Linked DNA regions of Mus musculus: regions 1 and 3 are each linked to region 2. Evidence: chromatin contacts called from public ChIA-PET and Hi-C data. All regions are on one chromosome and are shown on one strand. The core of a region is the stretch at or near the end of the contact, and the rest is flanking DNA. Distances in the headings are between cores, read along the strand shown. Region 1 has its middle 77 kb from the start of P2ry10. Region 2 holds the start of P2ry10 (purinergic receptor P2Y, G-protein coupled 10). Region 3 has its middle 30 kb from the start of P2ry10b.

What was found. Hi-C and Micro-C count contacts between places; a contact is called where the count stands out from the background. ChIA-PET counts read pairs in DNA pulled down with a chosen protein or histone mark.
Region 1: a contact with region 2 is called in a Hi-C map of bone marrow-derived dendritic cells, with 2.6 times the contacts expected there. The contact joins the enhancer-like site here to the promoter of P2ry10 in region 2. A contact is called at or near these places in 2 of 39 promoter capture datasets (embryonic stem cells and stem cell-derived epiblast-like cells), 1 of 15 datasets of contacts at CTCF or cohesin (pro-B cells), 2 of 484 Hi-C or Micro-C datasets (bone marrow-derived dendritic cells and macrophages), 3 of 115 datasets of contacts at active chromatin or transcription factors (the 230-238 cell line, bone marrow-derived dendritic cells and memory CD8 T cells) and 2 of 9 other capture datasets (adipose tissue and liver).
Region 3: an RNA polymerase II ChIA-PET map of memory CD8 T cells shows a contact between it and region 2, with 117 read pairs. The contact joins the enhancer-like site here to the promoter of P2ry10 in region 2. A contact is called at or near these places in 5 of 39 promoter capture datasets (the 3T3-L1 cell line, the C10 cell line, neutrophils and 1 more), 1 of 15 datasets of contacts at CTCF or cohesin (pro-B cells), 3 of 484 Hi-C or Micro-C datasets (B cells and CD8 T cells), 4 of 115 datasets of contacts at active chromatin or transcription factors (CD8 T cells, effector CD8 T cells, large pre-B cells and 1 more) and 2 of 9 other capture datasets (adipose tissue and liver).

The regions. Positions count from the first base shown.
Region 1 is chrX:107,010,339-107,014,926 of GRCm38.p6, reverse strand. No RefSeq gene overlaps it. Among named protein-coding and RNA genes, the nearest start is that of P2ry10, 77 kb to the left of the region's middle. Within about 2 kb of position 2,341, at least 20 of the 459 cell types and tissues checked have an H3K27ac peak or open chromatin away from gene starts, as enhancers often do. A contact at or near this core is called in bone marrow-derived dendritic cells, where this site is marked.
Region 2 is chrX:107,087,084-107,091,479 of GRCm38.p6, reverse strand. P2ry10 (purinergic receptor P2Y, G-protein coupled 10) reads right to left here and starts at 2,147. Exons shown (of 3, transcript NM_172435.4): 1 at 2,053-2,147; 2 at 1,748-1,922.
Region 3 is chrX:107,176,976-107,181,512 of GRCm38.p6, reverse strand. No RefSeq gene overlaps it. Among named protein-coding and RNA genes, the nearest start is that of P2ry10b, 30 kb to the right of the region's middle. Within about 2 kb of position 2,607, at least 24 of the 459 cell types and tissues checked have an H3K27ac peak or open chromatin away from gene starts, as enhancers often do. A contact at or near this core is called in B cells, CD8 T cells, effector CD8 T cells and 1 more, where this site is marked.

The DNA.
Region 1 (4,588 bases), core at 1,092-3,591, 77 kb after region 2:
TGTTGATGATGATGATAGTTATGGTGGCGGTAGTGATGTTTATAGCTATAGCTAATTCATCTCTTTTCATCCCTGTGTAAAAAGTCTAGCTTTCAAACTATTCCAGTTTAGAAGTTCAGGGTAATGTTCTCTACTCTCTACTTCAAATTTAACCCCAAATTAGAATCTACTAAATCTATTTGCTTCCTTTGACCCTCTTTTCAATCATCTATTCTTTCTGTCTGCTATCCCAAGGCATGAAAACATAATTGACTTTAATTACCATCAGCTGTCTTGAACACTAAGCAACTGCTCCTGGTGTACTTTCCCATCTTTATGTACCACAAAGTTATGAAGCAAATATCTGTACTCATCATTGTTTTAAAAATAAGAAAAGGAAGACAGAGAGCTAAGGCCATTCAGCTCATATCTAGATAGCAAAGTTGGTTTTGAGGTGCAGATTATCATTGTTGGGAGACTACATTAATGACCACTGTTGTGCACTACCAAGGTTATACAAACACCTACAATTCTTCTTCCATTTATATCCAAACTTTTCTAAATAACTTATTTATTTTCACTGTCTTTCCTATTGCCTTTTATTGCCCTTTTATGACTAGGGGTTCTCCTCCATAAGGACATTAGAACTCTTCTGGTAAGTTGTGAATGAATCCATCAGGCACTTTCCTATCATTCATCTCTTTTGCCCTGAATATTTTATAGCTCATTTCCTTTGCAGCGCTCTGTTCTCCATGGCTACCAGATTCTTTTTCAGATGTTGATCTTTCTTTATCTAGCAAGTTAGGTATTTCTAAGACCATTTTGTGAGTTAAACATTGCTTTATTGCCCTCAATCAATCAAATTGTATCCACAGTATCTATTGGAGTATGTGCTGTGGGGAATGGAGTCATGTGTTCTATGTTTGATGTTTTGCTAATATTGCCAGTGTGCTGGCAAGGGATGTGAATTTACTGTGATAGTAAGTATAGTAAGTAAACAAGGAAAATTCCAAAATTCTCTGGATGTTGTTGTTGTTGTTTTTGTTTGGTATCCATTTGTTTCTTTGTTTTTGGCACACACTGGAGTAAGTCACTGAACTTTTCTGGGTTCCACTTCTCAATACCCCAAAACATAACCAGTAAAATAAAAGCAAAATTTAAAGCCCTTATTACCTCACAAGTTCCAGTAAATTAATGTGGAAAGAGGAGAGGATTGGAGGTCACCCAGCTCCAGGTTAAGATCTTCATTCTGACCTTCTCTAGTTGACCAGCCTTGGGAAAAATCATTAATCTTAGCCTCAGCTTTCTAGTGTACAATGTGCTTTGCAGTGCGGTCATGGTATACCTTATTTCGTTGAGCTTAGGATTTTGAAGCACTCAAGTGCAAAGTTCCTTTCACTATACTTAAATTATTTCTTCATAAGTGTGTGTGTATCTTCCTTGAGTAAAACTAAGGAAGCAACAAGAGCTGAAATCCATACCCAACTGAAAACAAGAGTTATTTTCTGTGATCCCTATCTTCAATGTATATGCATGGTAAGTCTCCAGTATGAGTTCTATTACAGGCCTGGAAACAAAGTGAGTAGATTTGAAACAAAGAAAACTGCAAGTAATCCTAAACCTTTAGAGCTGAAACAAGATGGAGCTAGCATTTGTATGTGAATTCAGATGAGAGAACCAAGCCTCAGTGTACTTAAGTGATGTTCCTAAAGCTAAGTAGGTAGTAAATGGCAGATACACAATTCATATGTTTGAACTTTAATCCACATGACTTGTGCTGGGGATTACTTTCCTCCAGTTTTCCATATTTCATGGCACCCTCTCTATGGCATTTCTCACCTTGGTCATAGTACTCTCTAGAGGTGCACACGATTGTTCTGATGACCTCATTCTTCTCTGTTTGCTTCTTCCCTCTTTATTTGCTTTGCTTTGGAGAAGTCTCTGCTAAGAAACCTTGCTGCCTGGGATATCCTTACTAATGAATCCACTTTAGCGATAAAGAGTAGTTCAGTCAAGCCATTACTTATTTTTCAAAGGTAAAAAAAAAAATAAACCCTCTTCACAATGAGGAACTTTGATGACCTCAGCTAGCCACACTGACCACACCTGAAAATCACTGGTTTGTATCACACTGTCACTGATGATGCAGTTGTACCCACAGTGTGCTAGACTTCCCCTGTTAGGCAACCAAATGTATCCTCACAGTACAGAGGATGAAGGTTTCATTCCTCATTCTCGTTTAACTATTTTACATAAAAATATAAAAAAAAAAGGAGTCTCAAGCATCTGGCAGACCTATCCAAAATGCCTGGGAACGTTATGTTTTGTGTTCAAAACTAGAAACAAAACCCAGATGGCTTTCACTACAAACAGTTCTCTCATCTTCACTTCTCCAGGCCTTAATTAGGCTCATGGTTGTCAGAGGTACTACCTCCAACTGACAAAGCAGAGGCGTTTGGATAATTTCTCTGGCTGGTCTTTTGCTGACTGTTCTTGTAATGTGCTTGATGGTTGATGTTAGACAGAGAGTCACCTCTACAAGTCATGGTGACCTCTACTGATTATGATTATGCTACCTTCATCTTCTCAAAAATTCTGTTTCCTATAAGTCAGTTAAGCTCTTTTCCTGCTTTTGAGAATGAGCAGTTAAGTGCACAGACAATCATGTTGAGGCTTGCCTTGAAACTTATATTGGTGGAATGACTTGAGGGCAGACAGGGGTGGCTGTTAATATATAGACTATAGCCAGGAAACAAATTGACTCATGTGGTAAATAGCCCTTTTGACCTTGCACTCATTAACTCCATACTTTAAATTCTGACCCTCAAGAGCCAGAACTCCTTCAAAAGTAGTGAAGAAACTTCTAATCTCTAAAAAAATGCAGCAGATTATCCCTATAATTTGTATACATTTTGTCACCATGGATAACTGATACACAATTATGCCAGGCCAAGCCAGAATCTATTGCTGATCCATCTCACTAGAATCCTGGAATGCTAAATTGGAAAGGAGTTCGAAGAATTATCTTGTTCAACCCCCTCATTTTATAGTTGAGAAATTAAGGCCACAAAAAGGAAGTAGTTTGTCCAAATTATACATCTAGTTAGTGGCAGAATCAGGAAAAGGCTCATGTCCTTTAGTTTATACTTTCATATATCAACTATATTGCATTTCAGGACAATGTCCCTTTGTGTGAAGAGGACAGAGAATACTTTAGAAATATATATTATGGCCCTAGAGGAGAAAAGGTATTACAGAGAACAGTGAGGATTTTGGGGTAGACAGACTGCCTCAAGCAACCTGCGGAATTCATATTTCATTGTTCTGTAACTCATGTATAGGGAATTTCATAACACTTAGAGGACAAAAGTTCTGGGCTAACTTCAAGTTTAGGATTGTTTTATAAGAAGAGGAGAAGAGAAGGCCATTAAAAATAGAATGTCACCAATGTTATAACTTTCTCGAGAAGTGGCCAATCTGTAAGCATCATTGCATGTGGCTCTTTCTCTCAGATGCCATCAAACAATAATGGCAGTCCCAGTGAGAATTTTTAAAAACTCCATTTGCCCTGCAGTTAGAGACTGATGAATATAAATTATGTAAGACTATCTATTGTACCTTCACTCCCAATAAATTAAGACAGGTTCAAATAGTAAAAGAAATTTTATTTCATAATTATTTCCTATCTGAAATAATCTGTGTTCCCTCTTAATATAACACTAATTAGTCACCCAATGTTATCACTGTTCTCTATGGCTTGTTGTCAAGTGTTATTATAATGGAAAACCTAGAAACTGAATGGCAGAAAAGGAGAAATGTGCATAGCCCTAGTATAAGTACCCTGGAGGATAATGGTTTTGTCAATTGTGTTCAGAGCTTTGTCACCTAATTCCCCATGTGGAACATAGCAAATGTTCAATCAATACTTATTAAATAATGAATTATGAAAAGTGAATATTCTATGTAAGTCATAGTGTTAGTTAACATAATTTTTGAATGCATGCAATGCAGTTTCTCTTGAAATCATTGTAAATAGAAAAGTAGTGTCAGTAAAGAGTCAACCAAGTGATGATGAGGAAATTGTACACTTTATGAATGTATAAAATTCACGTAATGGTTGTAACCTCAATGCTTAGCACAAAACCTAGAACATAGTAGATGTTCACTAAATATTTACCAAGCATTTACTGCCTGACAAAATCTCTAGGGAGCTGGGGGGGGCAGTAAATTAGAGAATCATTTCAGACTTTGAGTTTTACTGAAAAGAAATGCCATTGCCAAAACCATAGACGTCATGAGATGAGAGTCAGAGCACGGAAACAGTGATTAGCCCCATTTTCAAAATGTTGATCTACAAGTGTAGCAGTGTCTTTGGACTTCATAGTGGCGGTCACAATGACATGTGATAGTGTTTCCAGTAGTGATTCTTGCTGACTTTATAAAGGACAAGGCACAGACATTTGGGGATTCTCCACATGGCACTGGAACTGTGAAAGTATATTTGCATGCAAATATAAGGAGAAAAAAATTTCAAACCAGACTGAAAGAAGTAAAAAGAGGAAACTACACAAAAGTTTAAGGAAGAGTAATAATATAAAAGTAAAATAAA
Region 2 (4,396 bases), core at 898-3,397:
TTGAGGATACTAGCACTCAAAATAAGTAATCCCATTTCCCAAAACGATTAAGCAATGGGCTCAGGATGGAAAGTCAGTTCTGGAATGAAGCTCTATTCATTCCCTAAGTACAAGCTCGATGGCTCCTCATCCTCTCCTCCTCATCCTCTCAACTCTCCTTCTCTTTTAAAGCTCTTGTCATTAAGAAACCAGCACAACTTAGCAAACATGTATATAAAAATTACTTCTATTTTCCTTGATAGTAGGGGTAGTTGTCTTAGAAAAAATGAAAAAGAAAAAGAACCAGAGATGTGTTTTTAAAAAAAAAGCAAAATCATTGTTCTAATAAAAGTGCTAAAAGTATATATGTCCACATTCTTCTTGGTGACAACATACACTATAGTTACAAAGTACCAATGCAATGAGTAGATTGTTCTAAGTCCAGGATTGGTTCTTTACAACAGCAAGCTTTCATTAATTTTTTGTTTGTTTGTTTCTTGAAAGAACTAATGTCTTTCAAATCCTGATATGAACTTCAAGTAAAATTTTGGGATAATTTAATTAAAGTACACTGTAGAACTCCCCACCCAACCATTGCCCTGATTGTGGAAAATTGTCCATACTGTAGTTTCACAGCAAACATATCTGTGTTCTTTGTTAGAACCATGGCAAGAGCATCATAGAACCCCAAGTTATTTATCTCAAACACAGCCACCAAGTACCACCCCAAAACTTCCCCCAAAACTGTGCTTATTCACTTGGAGTTCTTTGTTCTTTCACTACTTGGATTTAATAGTCCATACAGTTCAAACCGAACAACTTTTTCAATTAGGCCCTAAAAAGAACTGTGTTTGACCAAAGAAGCAATTGGATTCAGCAAAAAACATTATAAAAAGCAACTGTCCTAAATTTATGGCCTAGATAATCCGTATAGTTTAGACAATTAGAAACCCTAAGTATATTTGCATAACGCCTACCCATGTACCCTGTATTTTAGTTTTGCATAAATTCTCTAATTAGTAACTATAACAATGACTCCCTGCATTTATTTAAACAAGCAAAACAAAAATATCCCCACTTGAAGAATTCTAAAAATCGAGACTCTCTTCTCTTGAGAAGCTGAGCAAAGTCGGCATCATTGTATGTAGACTAATTCTGGGATTATCCAAGCACACAGTCTGCCATGAAGAAATCCCTAGAGAAGCTGGTTTTTGACTCACTACTGCTAGCTCCACTCTAAAGTGCATTCACTGAAAAGATAAGTGTCTCACATTTGAACTCTGCTATCTCTAAGCATTGAAGTTAGAACAACAATGAATCAAGGAATACCTCTGAACAAACTTTGACAATCAAACGGGTCATAGGTAGTTTTATACTACTGAAAGACACAGTCTTCTGTAAGGAAAAATGAACATGTGTTTTAAGACACAGTTCATAGCTGTAATTCTGCCACTAATTACCTGAATGTTCTTAAGTGGCTTCATCTCACTGTCTCAGATAATTTGACTGTATCATAAGGAATTTTTATCTGTATAGACCTTTTAGCTCCAAAATAAATCATCAGACTGTCTTCCTTCATGCTAGAGAAAAAAAAAAATACTATTTGTCCCAGTATCTCTGTAAGCTAAGATTACCATTAAGAGCTCAAACCTAGATTATTTTTTGTATGTAACTAGATAAATTACACACAGCACAAGTTCAAATCCTCTTTTATTGACTAAGTATGTCAAATTGTTCCAAATGAGACTAAATGCAACACTGTACTTACCTTTTGTGGCATCCACTACTCCTTGTCAACTGTATAGAAAGCCCCTTTAGCAAGCAGTGAGTTGCATCACATCCTTCATACTGCTATTGTAACAGTGGAAGCTGATCACATTATACTTCACTTTGAACTCTGGCTAGACTGAAAGACAATCACATTTCTTCCCTCTGTAACAATCCTGAGATGGGAAACCAAAGACCATTTTATTCAAAACACGGCCTTCACATCTGCCCCAGTCCAGATCTTTCTTTCTCCACCAATCCTCCCAAACAGAACCACAAAGTTACAGGTGCTGGGCTAGAACTTACCCTGATGCTGAGCTGGGATAGAGTCTTGTATATTTGCAAAGAGATGAGAGTAAAAAGGTACAACTCTGGGCAGCAAGCACATATCCTGCTGATAACTGAAAGAAAAATAATGTTGAAAGAGGAAGTAGAGCACATTAATGTCTCACCACAGAAACCTTGCTTGCACAGAACGTAGGTAAGTCCCTTGAGCAGATGACGTTAATCAAGTGTGATTTCTTCTTTATTTCGTTTGTGCTGTACAAACAGCTAATACGTCCTTGTCTTCTTAACTGTTACCTACCTTATTTCCTTCTACCACAACTCGAATGTTTTTCTTACTAAATCCAGTAGGTTTGGGGCCAAGATAAGACTTCTAAGCCAAATATAAAGAAAATTTACCTAAGACCTGGGAAGCTGCTGCTCTTTGAATTTTGGGAGGCAAACTTCAAAATACATATCAAAACTAACAATGGGACTCTCTCAGTTTAAACTTTCCACTCAATCTAGATCATCCTCATCTCTATCAGTCCATTTCTAGATTCACATTTTAATGTGTACTTAACTTGTTTTGTTTATTTATTGTGCCTTTGCTATACTGAAAACTACATCATACTGAGAGCAAAGGCTATGTCTAGATTATTTTTGTACTGTACATAAAGTATTTTCACAAATGTTTAAGTGAAAAGTGTGCAAGTGGGTGAATAAATGAATTCTCAAGGAATGTACATGTAAGTAAAAGAAAAGTGTGATTGATCACAGATCTGCCTCTAGTGTAATAGGAGTCTTCACAATGATTCTTCACAATGTCTATGGAATTGTCAGAAATACGCAAGTAAATACTACACACATAGAAACAACACTTTCAGCTAAGTTTCAGAAAAAAATCTCAGAAACAAGGCTTACTTACAAAGTAGTACAAACCTCTACAGGCATGTGAAAGAACCACACTTAGACTTTGCAGCCTGCAGCTGCAACAAACTTTCTGGGTAATAACCATAGTAAGGAAGAAAAACATAAATACTTGTGGGTTAGGTCAAAGAGTAGCATTTTGATTCACAGATAAGACTGGTGAAAGAAGGAAATAGTAGACCACGTTTTTGTAGGAGGGCAACCTGGAACTGCAACAGCTCATTTTGCAACGAATGCATCTTAGAAAAGCAGAACCGTTAGAGATCTAGGTGGAGCTAGGCCCAGCACTCAGGGATGTCCAATAAAAAGTCACAGGGGCGTTGAGGGATGGAAAAGAAATGATTTTAGCATTAGAAACTAAGAGTCTGGGCTGATTGATGATAGGACCATGACTTGTGAGGATTGGCAACAAAATAGGGTATTCTTCCTGGCTGAACTATGTAATGAAACAAGCTTGACCTTGCAGTCCTCTTCTTAATTCGGATTGCATAGATTTATCCAGCTCCAATCTGTTGTTAATTTCGTTTTTTGATTTGGCATCCTTACTGAAAAGAGACTAAGCTGACAGGCCAACACACATCTCAGTCCATTTGGCAGTTCTTTTCTGTACTATAAATTATTAAATTGGCGTCCTGTTGCAAATCTGTCCCTTGCGAGTATGAGCATTGTGAGCCAGTTTTCTAAGGTATTATCCTTCTCTGAAAAATACATATGTACTTCAAGATCTGCTGAACTTTGAGGCCAAAGCCTGGGATAGAAGGAGAAAGAAATCCTTTCCTGACAAGTGACCAGTGTCACCACATACCACATTCATTTCGCAGACAATTTCTTAATGTTGCTAGAAGAAAAGCGTGGTTACTTACCCCACCTCTCTCTTGTATTCAAGTAGCCTTGCCTATCATCATCTCTAACAAGGAAAGGAACAGATGAGAAGTTAGTGACCCAGATCAGGCAAGGAAAAAAAATTAAATTCAGGAAATATGTAGGTCGTCTACAAGGAACAAATCTGTAGACAAACAAAAAGAGCTAACTTAACAAGCATCCCTAACTTACTAGTTGCTGAGTTCAGTTGCTGGTCTGTGTGTCAATATCCCAGCCATAATAATCTAAATTTAGGGCAGTTGTCACATCAACTTGGATGCTTCCTTTTTTCTTGGTTACTGCATCATATATATTTCCTACACTGGGAAAAGTTTACAATTACACTTTAAATGTTATTAGGTGCTCTAAAAGTAATCTTTAATAAGTTTACAATTACACTTTAAATGTTATTAGGTGCTCTAAAAGTAATCTTTAATAAGTAATAATAACCATTATTGAGAATATTATTCATTAACATATAATTTATTTTTAAGGGAATCTATCTGAAATTAGAATCTGGAAATTCTCAATTTTTCTTAAACAACCAGAATAATTTAATTATTATGGCTATAGATATTCCTCTTTTTCAGAGTCT
Region 3 (4,537 bases), core at 1,358-3,857, 90 kb before region 2:
AACTTTTTTTTAGGGAATACAAAGGGACATTTATTTGCTTTATACTTGATATTTTGAGTATCTTACTGGTTTATCAGTCAAGGAAGGCAAGTGCTTGTTCAAGAAATATTATTAAGAACCTATTAACCATCTAGTCTACCTACAAAAGACAGTCAATTCCTCATTCAATTACCATCTGGAAACACACGACTCTAAAACATCTGTTAGTGACAACATATTCTTCCTAGTTGAGAAGGGACAAGCTGATATTGCAGAACTCAAAACAGAGAAGGAAAAAATAGTGGCTCGTCATGAGTGTTAAAGTACTCTGAATGAGGTAGGAGAGACAAAGTGACATTGTATATAGATATCAATTAACACAAAGATCCACAACTGGTCAATGTACAGAGAATATGTGACTGATGAGTATTCAGCCCTAAATGATATATTTATATCATATTCTCCCCTCTCAAGCTTCAGGAATCATTATGGAATAATGAGAAAAAGATTCTTAGAGCCAAAGGTAGAGAATGTCTGCAAGAAAACATATTTTCCTAGACACAATGTGGTAATTGCACATATAAACTCAAAACAGATGTGATAGCAGTATCAAGACCTCAAAACAAACAAAACCCTAGCATGTAAGAAGGCGGGACGAAAGCACTACTCCTACCTGAGCTGTAATTGGTTGCTGCTATTATACTTAATACTATTTTACCATAAAAAGGAATGAAATATGATATCTATGGTACAAGTTAAATTTTAAAATATTATTCTGAGTCAGTATAGTCACACATAAAAATTATATATTATATGAATCCATTCATATGAAATATCTAGAATAGATAAACTCAGAGAAGAAAAGCAAATTTGTGAATTTAGAGGCTTAACAGATATGAGTTTTCCATTGAGTTGTTGAAAATAATTTATGACTAGATGGGCATTATGGTTGCACCCATTTTAAATGTAAAGGCAATCTACTTTGTGATGTACCAAAATATGTCTTTTACATTACCATGGTGGAATGCATATACAGTAAAAATCATAATACACATTTTTTAATTCAGGCTACCAATATGTAGTATGATAATCTCTTTTTTGTGATATTCAGCAGTAATATTGAGCTCCATGACAGCCCTGCAATCATGGCGACAATAAACAATCTATACTCTTCAGAGTTCTGTTCCTACAAAGTTATTAAATTAGCATGTATTAAATTCATATTTGACTTATGAAATTTTAAAATTACCATGAGCTTAATAGGATGCAACCTCATCATAAATGATGTACTCAATGCTGCTGAGCTGTCCACTTTAACAGGATTACTTCTATATTATGAAATTTTTGCATCAGTCTGAAAATAACTTATCCTCGAACTCAGAATTTTATACAGGAAAAGAACCAATATAGTGAATATATATTACAAGGGAAATTCACTAGATTGGCTTACCCAATTCATGCTGGGTCATATAAGTGGCTATCTGCATGCTAGGCAGTCTGAGACCCTAGTAATTTCTACAGTAGCATACAAATCTAGATGTCTCTACTCTGGCCATACTCTGGTGCTGACTCCATGAAAGATTTCTGGAGAGTCCTTGGTCTTTAGGATGCACTATAAGGCTGAAGAAACTGGGTTCCAAAGTCAGTGAAAATGGCAGCAATACAAGTAGATATAAAGGTACTTACCAGCAAGAAACCAAGGTGTGTATGAAAAAGAAGTACTGTTTTCCCCTTGGATCCCTTTATATGTATATGGGATACATATACATATACATATACATATACATATACATATACATATACATATACATATACATATACATACATGGGCTGTCACCAGAGTGTTCTGTCTGTTCTTGAGGTATTTTCTCCCTATAGCTAATCATTTAAAAAACATCTTATAAAGTCACCTAGAGGTGTATAAAATGGATGTCATTTATTGTAAAGTAGACCTACAATTAATTGCTTATGCCTTTATCATTACTTTCTTGAATATGCAAAGGTATTATTACATCAGTGCAAACATTGCAGGGGGGAGTTAAAAACAAAATAATCCTTAAAACATGTTTTGTGCTATTGTTGAGTTCATAATGTAATTCAAACAATATGGGCATAAAATTTTTCAATACTAGTGAACAAATGGGCCAATCTGAAAAACATAAACACAATGGCTGTGTGTGGTTTTCATGAAAGATAGCCATAGTGTGTGCTTTTTATAGTTCCTCAGTAACAGGATCAGTAGCATTACTTTAGTAAAGGAAGAAATTCATTATGAAAAAAATTTCATATGATTATATAGACTGAAACATTCATAGTTTTCAAGCTGGAGACAGAGAAGCTAATGCTACAGACATCCCAGGAAGAGAGCTAATAATTTGAATTTCTAATGTCAAAAGAAAGCTGTTGTAGTACCTAAAGTAGAAGTGCAGGAGGCAAAGGGACATATTCCCTGCCTTTTCTATCTTTACATCTCTAAGATCTACACTGTTCTTCCCTCCCCACCCCCTAGTCTCACTTGCATCATTGTGCCCGAAGTGTGTTGAAAAATCTCAATACTCATTTCAGAACAACTGAGCAGCAGAAATAAAACAGGAAGCCAGTCACCATAAATTTCAACACCTCATTTGGTAAAGAGGAAATTGAGGCCCAGAAGACATAGTGATTTGTGTGAAGTTTTAGCAAATGAGCAGGAAAACACACAGTTGATTTTGAGAGGCCAGACCAGTGTTCTTTTTTTTTCCCTCTAGCAGCATTGCTCCTCTGCAAACTATCAGCAAAAGTTCAGTTACCAGAACAGGCTCATTAGCACAACATCCAAGCTACTGAGGGAAAGACATTGTCCAGAAGTCAGTCTTAGAGAAATAGAGGCAATTCGAATTCTCATTAGAGTAACTATTACCACTTTGCTATATCCAGATCTATTATTGCTCCTGCAGAGGACTGGGGTTTAAGTCCTAATCCCATCATTGTGGTTCTGTAACACCAGCTCCAGGGTATCTGCTGCCTTCTTCTGAAGTCCACAGGCACTAGGCATGCAAGTAGTACATAGACATACATACAGTCAAAATTCACATCCATACATCACTAAATCTAAATGAAAATTTAACACTGAATTGTTTCACCATATGGAGAAGAGACAGCAAAAAGAAAATAGTATTTCCAAGTTTTGTCACCATCCACATCCTCCAGACTGCAAACCTTTTTATAAGTACAATAAAATCAATATTAAAAACATATAAAAAGCACATAATGATAAAAGTCATCTGTGGTAATACAACTTCACATGACATAGACTGCCAATACTAAGGTACCTGTCACATCTGAAAAGTACTGCTTGTGGCAGAAAGAGTTGTAATATGTATTTTCTCTCCACCTCATGCCAGAGCTACAAGGTAAGAAATTATAGCTTCAATTACTACTGAGGAAATAAAATCTTGGAAAAAAACAAATAACTCACTGAAAGTCAAATAATTAGTGATTGAGTTGACATTTAACCCCATGGTGCACAAAATCTGCAACCCCACAGTTTCCTTTGGTATTACATTACTAAGAATGGGTAAAATAAACAGTTCCTCAGAGTCAGAGAACAAATGTAACACAGACGATGTGAAATGGTCTCTTTGACAGAGTAAGTCTTGATTCACTATATTATTCTAATGAAAATTTTGATATCTGCAGCTTATGATAATTATGCCATGATTTTCCATGTGAACTATTCCTACATTAATAAGCTTTTAAGGAAACTAAGAAGTGATTTTTAATTGGAATATTATAATAAAGAACCTAAAAATATGTGTTATACCTTCATGGGGAAAATCTCATGGGCCTTCACGATCAAATATAAAGCTATAAGCAATAATTGACTACTAAAGAATGCAGAATTAATCCTCCCTGGGGATGAGCCTCCTAATTGGTTATCAAATACAGGTGGTCAGCCTTAAAATACAAATGGACTCGGCAAATCATATTTATATATTTATTTGTATATATCTTTCTTTGTGTATAACAATAATAAAGAAAAGAAGAATATGAATTATAAACGAAATGGGAGGACTGACATGGGAGGGGGTTGGAAGGAGTGGAAACAGAAGAAAGAATGATATAATACTATACCAAATGTCATTCCTGAAAATCTACATATAAAAAACAGACTGTGAAGATTGTACTTAATGTTTATGGGCACATGCATATATGTAATATATGCAACAATGAGGAAAGCATATGGATATGTGAGAGTGTTTTGGAAGTGGAAAAGAAGAAATAATACAAATAAAAATAAAACATTGTAAAAGGAAGAAACTAAACCCCAAAAAGGAATTGTGACACACTGAAGATCTCAAAGTGACCTTTCTTTAAAATGTTGATATATGGATATTGTTTATCACTCCATTTTCCTATATAGAAAATGCTGTCTTAGGTAGATCAATGGAACAGAATTGAAGACCCAGAAATGAAACCACACAACTATGGTAACTTGATCTTTGACAAAAGAGCTAAAGCCATCTAGTGGAAAAAAAGACAGCTTTTTCAACAAATGGTGCTAGCTTAACTGGCGGTT